Regions from separate parts of the Triticum aestivum genome. Here region 1 is linked to region 2. A link is a contact called in public Hi-C data. All regions are on one chromosome and are shown on one strand. The core of a region is the stretch at or near the end of the contact, and the rest is flanking DNA. Distances in the headings are between cores, read along the strand shown.

Region 1 (6,667 bases), core at 3,466-5,965, 170 kb before region 2:
ATTGGTTCCTCCACATCCAGCATACTAATATTGTTGACCAGCATCTCACCATATTCACCAATGCACCAAACAGCTACCCTAACTAAGCTTTCCTACAAAGTTCAAAGTAGAAGAAATACATGCGCTTCAGATAGGGTGAAAATTGATCCCATGGTTTACCAAGAATACTAATTATGCCTCCATACCTGTGTACCACATGCTTGCAATGCTTTGTATAATGATCTGACCGAGTATCCTTGAAGTTCAGACGCATTGCTTATCAGAACTATAAGAGAATGCCATACATCATCCTTCACAAAGTTTCCAGTCTGTGAATAGAAGGGTATATTCTAAATTTGCATATCCATTCCATTATTGACCCATGGAGAGAAAAATGGCTGATAAATGTATTTATGCACGTACCAGTGTTAAAACCTTGAACATCTGGTCCAAGTACCATAGCTTATCTTGAGAAAACCTGTTAGGATTACAAAACTGTTATTATTTTGTAAATCAACATGTTAGAAGAAAGTTGTAAATCAAACAGGATAGGTATGGATCTAAAAGCAAGTTGATAATTAACATGTGATGCAATTAAGCAATAGTAAGGGGGTAAGGGAATGAATTGCAGCTTCATGTGATTGTCAAAATTGAATAAAAGGCATGAAAAGGACCCAAGGATAGATTTCTGAACTATTTTTATTTTATGTTATAGCACGAAATGACAGAAAAATTGTTAGAAGATGCTATCTTATAGTATATCCAACATGACACCTAGAGTTAGGTTCATATCATGATATTCTCCCCAGTGCTTAAAGCCTTCTGCTATATTCCAACAGGCAAAAGAACGAGCAGTTGAAAAGACAAGGACTAAAAATACCAAGTGAAATAAAGAAACTGCCCCCTCTTGTCAACCTAATTTGTATACCCTTAGTTTAACTTCCATCGGCACCCTATGGGGAGGAGAACAAATTACAGTACAACAAGAAAAATCCATCATTCATTTCACTAGGTGAACAAAAATTTAATTGTTCCAAGACATATGTAACAACAGTGATGTACAACCAATCTTTGGAGCAACTAGGGAATAGCAAATCAGATGTTCTTCCAAAAGCCAGTAGATATGATGAATGTGCCAAGACTTACTTTTCAACTATTGAGCATATTTTTGCTGTGAGGTCTTCCTTGAAGTCATCATCACTTACTTGTAGGTAATCAACAAGCTCCTTAGTCAAAGGCTTTACATTCGTGTCATTGACGAGTAGGTAAACAAGTTCAAGGGCCCTTTTGCGAATAGAGACATCTGCATCCTGAGAGTGCATACGTGATTGCAAATTTTTAAGGGGAAGAAAAAGGAATCCCCAGAAGAAAAACAATAAGCCTAAAGCATATTATACCATAGAACTGTATGATTGATTACCTTGACACACTCCAATATTGTTACCCTGTGCCTCTGCACTGCTAGTGTGTCCACTGCCATGGCCTTCATTAGCATATTCAGAGCAACGTATCTGAAAACACAGTGTGCATAGTAAGTAAAGTATCTATTATCTATTAAGCTTTTAAAGCAGTAGAAGAAGATCCCCCAACATTCTTTCCAGATGGGCCAAAATATATGGTCCACAGATTGTAGTGGGTCCAGATTATAATGGCGGAGAATTAAGAGACAAGGAGATCTTTAAGATGGAATCATCTTGGGCCTCCAGAATTGACATTAACTCTAAGTTTTTGACCAACAATACCAATTGGTGGTTATGGGAAAACAAACAGCTGAACTAATACCAGATATGATGATACAGATCAAATATAGCCCTGCAAATGAGTACCGCATGGGTCACTCTCCTAATTATATTTACAGGAGATTGTAGAATATTTTAAAACAACTTGATAGTGCAAGTGCTCATTCATTTCTGAAATTCAAGAACAATTGTATTCATATAACCAGCAAGTAATAGTGGTTGGAACTATGCTCGTCTACTACAGAGACAAGTCAGAACTCCAGACCAAAAAGTAGCCCAAAAAACCACAAATAATTAACCTCTTTGTTACGATGGGTATCAGTTGTCCAAGAGCGAGAGGAAATTTACCTTATATTGTTATCACGGTTGGACAAGAATCTACCCAAAATATTAATTGCCAGCACACGCAGACCACTAGTAGCTTCAATGCCCATTATGGTCTCAACACATTCATATAAAATAGCGTTTCCAGCATTTTTGTTTGACTCAGTTTTCGTTGCAACCTGGAAATCCAGTACATGTGTTAACTATGAACTAACCACTATAAGATACACAGGGGGCAAGTGTAACGGATAACCAAGAAAGAAGCTACTAAAAACAATAACACAGCAAAAGGAAAAAAATAGTCTACCAGGTTTCAAAGTCCATGTATAACAGTACTTTTAGCAAGACCTAAATGGAAGAATGCCTAAAAGAAGTTATAAATTGCTAGTGATAGTTTCATTACAGGGGAGAGATCATTTTGCTGTACAGCATGTGACTAATGTTCATATGTACTAGCTTGTAACAACAAATATCTAGTTCACTAATTTAATGGGAGCTTATGTACTTTGAATTGAAATTTTGTTTCGTGTAAAACCAAGGATGAACAAATTACCTGGGCAAGAATATCATTCACATGCTCGCTGCAGTCTGCATCCCCTTGACCCAATGTCCGCATGAGTCTAAGAACTCGGATGTGCAAGAATGGATCTGTGATGCCAGCAATGTCATATTCAGGAGCATACGAACTGTTGGACACGTCTCTCAGTATCCGGACCAACCCTTCGACGGAGTGCTGAAACAGCAAGATTTTGTCAGAATGCTAAAATAATTATGGTCAAAAATATATATAAGTATTTGCAATAGTCTTGCATGTACTACTCTGGACCAAAATATAAGACATTTTGTAGGCTAAACTGGCCTACAAAAACGTCTTTTTGATACGGAGGGAGTACAATCTAACAAGAATTTTATGAGTATAGTTATAGACAAGAACACAAAAAAGTCTTTGCTTCTTTTGATGAACACAACATTGGAAACGAACATTTACCAAATAATGATGAAAATATTATAGCAATGATGTAAAATGACATTGTTGCGTCAATGCATCACCGAATGAACGATCTGAAGGAGCAGGGACTGGGACCGATGCTAATGGTTTCCGCTATGGTCCATAAAATAGCACTGTTACCTTTCTCAAGTACTCCAATGCTTCTCTGCTTGCTTTACAGAGTTCTGTACAGAGCTGGACAACAGATATCAGAACCCCGTGATGTTTTTCCTTGAGTAATGATGCAGCAGAACCCATGAAGTTCTCTGCCAAATCTGGAACTTTTCTTACAATCCGTATAGAGCACAAGGCAGCCTACAAACAGGAGTGTTATACAATCAATACTAGTTCTCCACAAAACATATTCTAAGACTACCCAAACGAGCAACACCTACGCAGAATGAAAACAAAGACAAGAAATGCGCAGAATGTAAGCTTCGAAAAAATGATAGTGTTGATTAGAACACCCCAGAAGTAACGAGTTGGGGTTTGAGCGCAAAATTACTGATGCTAAACTACCTATAGCATACAGGTACACTATCATGTAGGCTTTTGCAGTTCTTATGCTAGGAGCCTAGGACATCTCCCTCCGTCCGAAAATACTTACCGGAGAAATGAGTGTATCTAGACGTATTTTAGTTCGAGATACATCCATTTTTGCCCATTTCTCCGATAAGTATTTCCGGACGGGGGGAGTATGATGGAAGGATCATTGCAGGTTTGAAGCATACAAATAATAACTAGTATCAGACTACTGCCATGGTGCTCAAAACAGTCTTCAGAAGGGACTAAAGTATCATGATAAAAAAGATGAGCACCTTCTTCTTTGTGTTTGCGTCCCTAGTTTGCAACAGCCTCTCCACCTCGGGCGCCAGGTCACGCGCCATTTCGGCAGAACAAATGTTCCCCAGGGCACAGAGCGCAAGGCCCACAATGAACTGGTTGGAGTGGTTAAGATCTCTGCCCACGTTAAGTACTAGCAATTACTCAAAGATCAGCATGGCATTGCAAAACAATATCGACAAACAAGCAGCGGCAAATGTAAGTAAGCATAGGCGGGCGAGTCGGATACTGCTTGAGGGAGTTGGTGACGAGCATGAGGACCTCCTGCCGCTCGTCGAGCAGCAGCGTGAGGCCGAGGTAGCCGATGCGCTTCTCGGGGAAGCCCGAGGCGGCGATGAGCTTGAGGCACTCCATCTGGCCGAAATGCGTGGGGTAGCCGAGCATGTGGATGAACATGAGCTTGGCCATGTTGCGGTGGCGGTAGTCCTGGTCGTTCTCGCTGATGGCCGCCCTGATGGCCGCGCACTCGCGCCGCACCACCGCGCGCTCCTCGGCGGCCGTCTTGGAGGCGCGTATCGCGCGTATCATGTCCCTGCAGAGACGCCATGGGGCAAGGTCACACGACGCGATGGATCTGAGCGGGGGGCTGGGCGGGCGCGATCGAGGAGGCTCACCGGAGGCGCGTGCCGGAGGAGAAGGGGTTGAGGGAGAGGTCCATGGCGACGTCCTCGACGATCCTCTCGACGGGGTCCGGGGGCGCGGGGGGAGGGGAGTCTCGCCGTCGGGGGCCGGGGCGGGGCGGAGGAGGAAGACCGCGGCGACGGCCGGGTGGATCTGGACGTGGGCGGTGGACCGGTGGTGCGAATTGCGAAGATGCCCCTTGGTTTTGTTATTTTAGGCCCCGTTCGGTACACGGGTGAAGAAATCAGAGGGACATGAAAATGTGCAGGAACAGAGTTTGTTGTATAGTGTAATCCTGCAGTTCGCGAAACAGTGGAATAAGAGAAGGTGATGTGTTCGGTTCAAAGGAAATCATTGGAGATGAGTCGTACTACTAATGCAATAAAATTAGATATTTATTGTGCCACAGAGGTGTCTAATCACTGCATGCTCGTTTTTATATTCGCCTTGTACTCTGCTTGTACTGTGTTGCCTCGGGCCTCCGCCCAAAAAAGAGGCTAGACTAGATTTTTGCATTCCTGTGAAATGGGCACTGTTGACGCACCTTTCCGCAGGAACACTGTAGCTAATTCCTTTGATCCGAACGCCATCCAAGGAAATAAAAACTATGAAATGAATATTCCTCTGGAAAGGCAAGAAATCCTGTGAAGCGAACACACCCTTAGTCCATGTGGGGAATAGTTGGGCATTTTGGGATCTAATCTCGCCGTGCTGATCTCAGTGACCACTAAATTCCTAGTGTTAGTGCTCAGCATCACGCTTGATTTATTTATTCATTCACTAACAAATACCCACTTGCTTGGTTTTTGCGGTCACTTGGTGGACAATTATTTTTTTGAGACATAGTAATAGTATATAAATCCAAATGCAGCATAAAAAACAGCTAGGGATGAAAATGGAACGGAGGACGGAATTGAGTGCTACCCCATTTGTTTTCATATATTTTTGGATAAGCGTCAAAAAATATAAAAACCCTGAAAATGAATACGAAGAAAGATATTACCAAAAACAGACACGGAGCAAATACAAAGCAGACACAAAATCAAAAATGGGCATTGATCGGAACATAACAACCCCTTGAATCATAGAGAAATACACACAAAAACAAGCAAATTCAATGAATTATTAACATGGCTATAAAATAATATAATTATGTTAGCAACTTAGCATAGTATTGTAGTAGTACTGGACAACTGCATATAGGGTCAAACTCAGTACATGTGTGTTAGTTGAAGTTGTGCCTCAAATGATCCATTCTACTCATTATGTCATTCTGTGTTGTTTGATGGTTGGGCTACAAAGCAGCCATAGGTCTATAGTAAAAATGGAAATTCCATATTCACGGAAACGAAAAGTTCCGTTTCCAAACTTGTTCCACCGGAAAACACCGTTCCGTTTTTGTTTCCGTTTTAGCGTAAAACAATCCATTTCCACTTCCATTGCAAAATTCCTTTTTCGTTTTCGTATTTGCCCTCCGTTTACATTTTTCCTCCGGAAAAGCGAAAAGTTTTCACTCCATTTTCATCCCTAAAAACAGACATAGGTTCCACCCATAACAAAATGTTTGTGGATAGTATTTTCTCTCGGAATGGAAATGCAGTCAAAATGTCTTCATAAAAAAATGCAGTCACATTAATTAAGAAGAAATTAGTTACCTAATTAATTAGTGAAAAGGGGGGCAAAAACTGATACAAACTTGGCCACCACAAGCCAAACTCACATGCCCAAACAAGCCAAACTCAACACAAAGCGCGAACTCCAACTCTCAATATTGCAGTGCTATTGTCATCACATGTCCGTAGATGCATATTACTCTTTCTTGACACATACTACAAATCCAAATTTTGCTGCTCTAAAAGCACGACGCAACCGAGTGTGGCGTCGCAGAGGCCGAGCGTCAGGTAGCTCGTTATCCACCTCGTGGGAATATGCTTCGCGATTCACTCCTGGCAGGCTTTTTCTAGATATACCTCGCAATATACAGGTACGGGAATAGTGCAAAGCGTATGTCCTTTGCCCATTGTCAGCTCGAGTGAATGCAACGATGCTGTTTGCTGCGCGTGGTGGAGCGGTGACTTGACTACTCTGAATCAATACGGCATGAATTTAACACGGACCTGTTGCAGGCAGCGAACAGTATCAATTTTATATTAGACTAGGCGTCTCGCCCGTT
Region 2 (6,711 bases), core at 754-3,253:
AACAACAAAAAGAAACCAAAAGAACAACAAAAGAAGAATTTTTTTTCTTGAAAAACAAAAGGTAAAGAAGAATTCAGAGAAACATAACATAAACAATTTTGAAGATTTTTGGTATGTAATTAGGATAGATGTAGTTGTGTAATTGGTGCTCTTTACATGTTTGTTGGTTTGACTACAGGAACTAAATCCATTTTCAGGATGACCCGTTTGATAGGGGCAGATAGTGTGTTTCAAATAATTAAATCACAAGAAAAAGGTGACCTTCGACATGCTTTTTTTGTAACGGGCGAAAGCATGGACCATGTGAACAACAAATGTCTTAATGAAAGCTGCATCAAGTGGAGTGCATAATATATGCTGTGCAGAAACAAGAATTTGTATTATCGCTTCCAGACACAGTTGAAAATCAATATAGTACTCCCTCTGATCCAAATTAATTGACCCAACTTTAATATAAAGTTGTACTGAAGCTGTGTCAATTAATTTGAATCGCAGGGGGTGCCATTTAATCAGAGCATTTATGGTCTAGGGGTATTACAATTTTTTATTGGATGTATTAGAAAATAAGCTAAATGCATCTTTTTTTTGAAAATAACAACTTCGTCCGTTCCAAAATTGAACTAAAACCACAACACTTATTAGGAACAGAGGAAGTAGATGACTTATTATGGAGGGCTTATTTCTACCGCGGCTTCTCAAAGACTTATTTCCGCTGTAGCTTATGCACAAGTCGGAGCTCAAAAGGTCTGGCCATAAGTATGGTGCTAGTACTTCATCGAGCATCAATAAAAGAAATCTATTTGATGAAGCATGCACGTATAGCTTCGCAAAAAAAAGAAAGAAAAAAAAGCATGCATGTATAGCTTTCTCAAGTCCTTAATTATATACTCTAGTCTTTAATGAACATCAATAAAAGGAATGCATTTTTCCATTTCAACCAAAAATATTAGTCGGTGGCGACATTGAGCTATTCTCATGACGCGCTACCGAGGGATGTCAGAGGAAGAAGACTTCAGCCCCCTTGAGATTTTGAATGTATTTCTATTTTTTCTGCAAGGATGTGTTTGTAAGGACTTATGAAACTTAATATGTGGCCTGAGGCCTTTTAGGAAAAAAGAAAAGCTACACACCGTGGGGCTTTTGGTTGAACAGCAAAATTGCGTGGAACCCTATGTTTAGAAAGTGTGCAACTATCTTTCCAAACATTGCAAAACTATAACCATCCTTAAATTTTGAAAATATGTAACTATCAATTTTCGTTGAACAAAAAATCAATGCACGAGATGGCCAATCTGTAAATAGGAAACTAGACTTTTAAATACTCCCTCCTTTTCAAAAAGCATTAGTTTTTTGAATAGTCAAATAAGTACGAGTATATCAACATTTAAGTGTTCAAAAAGAAGTATATCAACATTACAATATCAAATAAATAAAATATGAAAATATATTTCATGAAAAATATAATGATAATGATTTTGTATTGTAGACATTGATATTTTTGTCTATAGACATGGTCAAAGCAAGACAAGTTTGTCCTTAAGAAAAGTTAATACCACACCTTATATTTTGAAGCCAATGAAATACATCGTATCCTACTAAACGAATTGCTCCCGTATAAAATATTTCTGTGATACTGAAAAAACCTTATAAAGGTCCGAAACATATTTTTCTGAGTGGATAAGAGACCCCCCATCACACAGCCGACCCTTTTTTTTCAGGATAGCCGACGTGAGAAGAAGTTTCTTTTTTTGAGAAAAGAAGATTTTTTATTTATTTCAGGGGAATGAGAGGAAGAAAAAAGTGTGAATAAGAGACGCAGTGTAGCCCATCACACAGCCGACTTGAGAACCAAAGCCCGGCCCAATGGCACCAAAGTCGGCTCGAATCTCCCCGCCACACCGCCATAGCCCGCAGCCAAGCCCACCTATAAAAATATCCGACGCATCGCCAGCGCCTTCGGTTTCCCCCTCTCCCCTTCCTTTTCCCCTTTCATTCACTCTAATCCCGACACCTCTGGAAGTCGAACCCCAACCCGTCTCGTTCGAGACTCAAAACCCTCGCAGCAGCAGCGGAGGCCGCCACCGCCGCCCGATGTGGAACGGCGGGCCGCCGCCGCCGCTGCCGCCGCTGCCGCCCATGGCGGCCGCGCCCCCTCCCCCGGGCACGGCCGGCGCGGGCCTGCCCCCGCCCCCTCCCCCGCCGGCCGCCGCGCCCCCGCAGGCCGGCCAGCCGCTCACCCCGGCGGAGCTCGAGGCGCAGCTCGTCGAAAAAGCCCGCAAGTGGCACCAGCTCAACTCCAAGCGCTACGGCGACAAGCGCAAGTTCGGCTTCGTCGAGGCGCAGAAGGAGGACATGCCCCCCGAGCACGTCCGCAAAATCATCAGGTATGGAACCTCCAGATCCGCGCCTTCGGGCTTTCCTCTACCGCCCGCGGCTAGGTTTCGGGGCCTTTGGCGCTCATGGCGGCCTGTGATGCTTAGTTGCTTGTGGTCTTAGGTCGTTCCGTAGCTGTGTGTCGCGTTGAACTAGTGGCGTGGATGTGATACGCGTCTCGACTAAGTCAGTGGTTGTGCGAGCATGGTGTTTGATGTTTGGTGTAGGTTTATGGTTGTAACTGCGATTCGATAGGGTTTAGGTTTTGATTTACCCATGTTATTTTCTGCGCTGCATCATGTGCTCGTTGTGTTTCCTGCTTACGATTTGTCACTGGAATCAGGCATGCGTTTGCTGCCTCTTGCTCTGGATTTGAAATTATGATTCACGATATTATTTTGTATTCTATCCTCATAGTTATGGTGAACATGTTAATTTGCTAGTGGCTCAACTGTCGGTTGCAGGAGTCAGGATTCTAGATATGTTGAACTGTTGATGTGCTAGTTGCTGTAGCTCAGCATTGGTAAACCTTCATGTGGTCTAGATTGGGGATCTGCCTATATGTTTCAGTAAATTTATGCATCTGTCTTTTTGAACAGGGACCATGGGGACATGTCTTCGAAGAAGTACAGGCATGACAAACGTGTTTATCTTGGAGCACTCAAATTTGTGCCTCATGCTGTTTACAAACTACTGGAGAATATGCCGATGCCCTGGGAACAAGTAAGCCCTTTAGTTGCGACTTTTTGATATGAACACTGATAATCTTATGGTTGCTGAGGTTAGCTGTTCCATGTCCATAGACTAAAATAACTCCTGTTTTCAGGTTCGCGATGTTAAGATCTTGTACCATATCACTGGCGCCATAACCTTCGTAAACGAGATCCCATGGGTAGTTGAGCCCATTTACTTGGCGCAGGTAATGATCTAGACTTGATTCTTCTTCCATTATTGCCACATTATTCTTTTTTGTCCCATTTATCTCTTATGCCATGTCATGTGTGTCTAGATATGCTTACAATATATCTCTTTGTCATGTGTTTTTCTGCAGTGGGGCTCTATGTGGATCATGATGCGAAGGGAGAAGAGAGATAGGCGGCATTTCAAGAGAATGCGCTTTCCTCCATTTGATGACGAGGAACCTCCACTGGATTACGCTGATAATTTGTTGGACGTTGAACCACTGGAGGCTATACAACTGGAGTTGGATCCAGAGGAAGATGGAGCTGTGTATAACTGGTTTTATGATCACAATCCCCTCGTGAAGACCAATTTTATAAATGGTCCCAGCTATAGGAAGTGGAATCTGTCTCTTCCCATAATGGCAACACTTTATCGCCTTGCTGGTCAACTTTTGTCAGACTTGACTGATCGGAATTATTTCTATTTGTTTGACATGGAGTCTTTCTTTACTGCCAAAGCACTTAACATGTGCATCCCAGGTAACAAGATTTACCTTTTGTTTTGTAAGCAAGTTTGATGTCGCAAGTTAAAAAATATTACCACAAAACATTGATTAGCCTAATGCTTATAGCTTTTGATTTGATGATTAAATAAAACAATTTCCCACCTGGTATCTGAATACTGCCAATGTTTTATGAAAATTATTATGAAAACATAATGAAAACATAAGCGACCAGTGCTTGTATTTTCCTAAATGTATTTTCTTATGCTTTATCAAAAGAGGCAACACATTGGTATATTTGGTGTACATCATATGTTTTCTTATCACTGATGTTAAAATTTTCAATTTCAGGAGGTCCAAAGTTTGAGCCATTGTACCGTGATATGGAGAAGGGGGATGAGGACTGGAATGAATTTAATGACATCAATAAACTCATCATCCGTCAACCACTTCGGACCGAGTACAGAATTGCGTTCCCGCACCTGTACAATAACAGGCCAAGGAAAGTGAGACTTTGCATATATCATACTCCTATGATAATGTATATCAAGACGGAGGATCCAGATCTGCCTGCATTTTATTATGATCCTCTGATAAATCCGATCACTTCAACCAGCAAGGTTGATCGTCGGGAGAAGAAAGCAAGTGAAGGTGACGACGAAGATGACTTTAGTCTCCCTGAGGGTGTGGAGCCTCTTTTGAACCGATTTCCACTTTACACTGACACAACAGCTGCCGGCATTTCATTGCTTTTTGCTCCAAGGCCTTTTAACATGAGATCTGGTAGAACACGCCGTGCTGAGGATATCCCTCTTGTATCTGAGTGGTTCAAAGAGCACTGGTAAGTACTACACGAGTTAACAAATAACAATCTCTTTCCATATTTTCTTCGTTGGTATAGTTTTGTCTCATGTTGTCTGTTTTGCAGTCCACCAGCGTATCCAGTTAAGGTCCGGGTGAGCTACCAGAAGCTGCTGAAGTGCTATGTGCTCAATGAGCTACATCACAGGCCTCCAAAAGCACAGAAGAAGAAACATCTGTTCCGTTCACTGCAAGCAACGAAGTTCTTCCAAAGTACAGAGCTTGATTGGGCAGAAGCTGGGTTGCAAGTTTGCAAGCAGGGCTACAACATGCTTAACTTGTTGATTCACAGGAAGAATCTGAACTATCTTCACTTGGACTACAATTTCAATTTGAAGCCTGTGAAGACACTCACAACAAAAGAGAGAAAGAAATCTCGTTTTGGAAATGCTTTCCACTTGTGTCGTGAGATTCTGCGACTTACGAAGCTGGTTGTTGATGCAAACATCCAATTTCGCTTGGGAAATGTTGATGCCTTTCAGTTGGCTGATGGTCTGCAATACATATTCTCTCATGTTGGTCAGTTGACCGGTATGTACAGATACAAGTATCGCCTGATGCGGCAAATTAGGATGTGCAAAGATCTGAAGCACTTGATATACTACCGTTTCAACACTGGTCCTGTTGGAAAAGGACCTGGCTGTGGTTTTTGGGCTCCAATGTGGAGAGTGTGGCTATTCTTCCTTCGTGGTATTGTGCCCTTGCTTGAAAGGTGGCTAGGTAATTTGTTGGCCAGGCAGTTTGAAGGTCGCCATTCAAAAGGAGTTGCTAAAACAGTAACCAAGCAACGTGTCGAGTCTCACTTTGATTTGGAACTTCGAGCTGCAGTTATGCATGATGTCCTTGATGCTATGCCAGAGGGCATCAAGCAAAACAAGGCCCGGACTATACTGCAGCATCTTAGTGAGGCATGGCGCTGCTGGAAGGCAAATATCCCCTGGAAGGTCCCTGGCCTGCCAGTTCCTATTGAGAACATGATACTCCGTTATGTGAAGTCCAAGGCTGATTGGTGGACAAATGTCGCTCACTACAACCGTGAGCGTATCCGGCGTGGTGCTACCGTTGACAAGACTGTCTGCCGCAAAAATCTTGGAAGGTTGACTCGTTTGTGGCTGAAGGCAGAACAAGAGAGGCAACACAACTACTTGAAAGATGGGCCATATGTGACGCCTGAAGAAGCAGTTGCTATTTATACAACCACGGTCCATTGGCTGGAGTCAAGGAAGTTCTCACCAATTCCTTTTCCCCCACTCTCATACAAGCATGATACCAAACTTCTTATATTGGCACTGGAAAGGCTAAAAGAGTCATACAGTGTGGCAGTAAGATTAAATCAACTGCAGCGAGAGGAACTGGGTTTAATAGAGCAAGCATATGATAATCCACATGAAGCTTTGTCAAGGATAAAACGACATCTTCTTACTCAGCGTGCTTTTAAAGAAGTTGGTATTGAGTTTATGGATCTGTACAGCTACCTGATCCCGGTATATGAAATTGAGCCTCTTGAGAAAATTACTGATGCATACCTTGACCAATACTTGTGGTATGAAGGGGACAAACGCCACCTCTTCCCAAATTGGGTAAAGCCTGCTGATTCAGAACCACCTCCTCTACTTGTTTATAAGTGGTGCCAAGGTATAAATAATTTGCAGGACATATGGGACACTAGTGATGGGCAGTGTGTTGTGATGCTGCAGACAAAATTTGAGAAGTTCTTTGAAAAAATTGATCTGACTCTGTTGAACAGGCTTCTACGGTTGGTCTTGGACCACAACATTGCTGATTATGTCACTGCAAAGAATAATGTTGTGCTGTCTTACAAGGATATGAGTCACACAAATTCTTATGGACTTATTCGAGGTCTTCAGTTTGCATCTTTTATTGTGCAGTACTATGGGCTGGTGCTGGATCTCCTACTTCTTGGTTTAACACGAGCCAGTGAGATTGCAGGGCCGCCTCAGATGCCAAATGAGTTCCTTACATATACTGACACTAAAGTTGAGACAAGGCATCCCATCAGGCTGTATTCTCGATATATCGATAAGGTGCATATAATGTTCAGGTTCACTCAT

Evidence for each region. A called contact is a pair of places that touch in the nucleus more often than the background predicts.
Region 1: a Hi-C map of leaf shows a contact between it and region 2, with 5 times the contacts expected there. The contact joins the promoter of LOC123156553 here to the promoter of LOC123157464 in region 2. A contact is called at or near these places in 2 of 5 Hi-C or Micro-C datasets (both in leaf).

Annotation. Positions count from the first base shown.
Region 1 is chr7B:30,787,191-30,793,857 of IWGSC CS RefSeq v2.1, reverse strand. It overlaps LOC123156553 (AP-1 complex subunit gamma-2), which reads right to left and starts at 4,715. Exons shown (of 19, transcript XM_044574706.1): 1 at 4,488-4,715; 2 at 4,103-4,405; 3 at 3,849-3,990; 4 at 3,172-3,345; 5 at 2,596-2,775; 6 at 2,067-2,221; 7 at 1,400-1,490; 8 at 1,126-1,289; 9 at 403-457; 10 at 186-308; 11 at 1-92. The coding sequence starts at 4,531.
Region 2 is chr7B:30,609,438-30,616,148 of IWGSC CS RefSeq v2.1, reverse strand. It overlaps LOC123157464 (pre-mRNA-processing-splicing factor 8A), which reads left to right and starts at 2,003. Exons shown (of 13, transcript XM_044575751.1): 1 at 2,003-2,384; 2 at 2,973-3,096; 3 at 3,200-3,292; 4 at 3,425-3,815; 5 at 4,130-4,619; 6 at 4,707-6,711. The coding sequence starts at 2,092.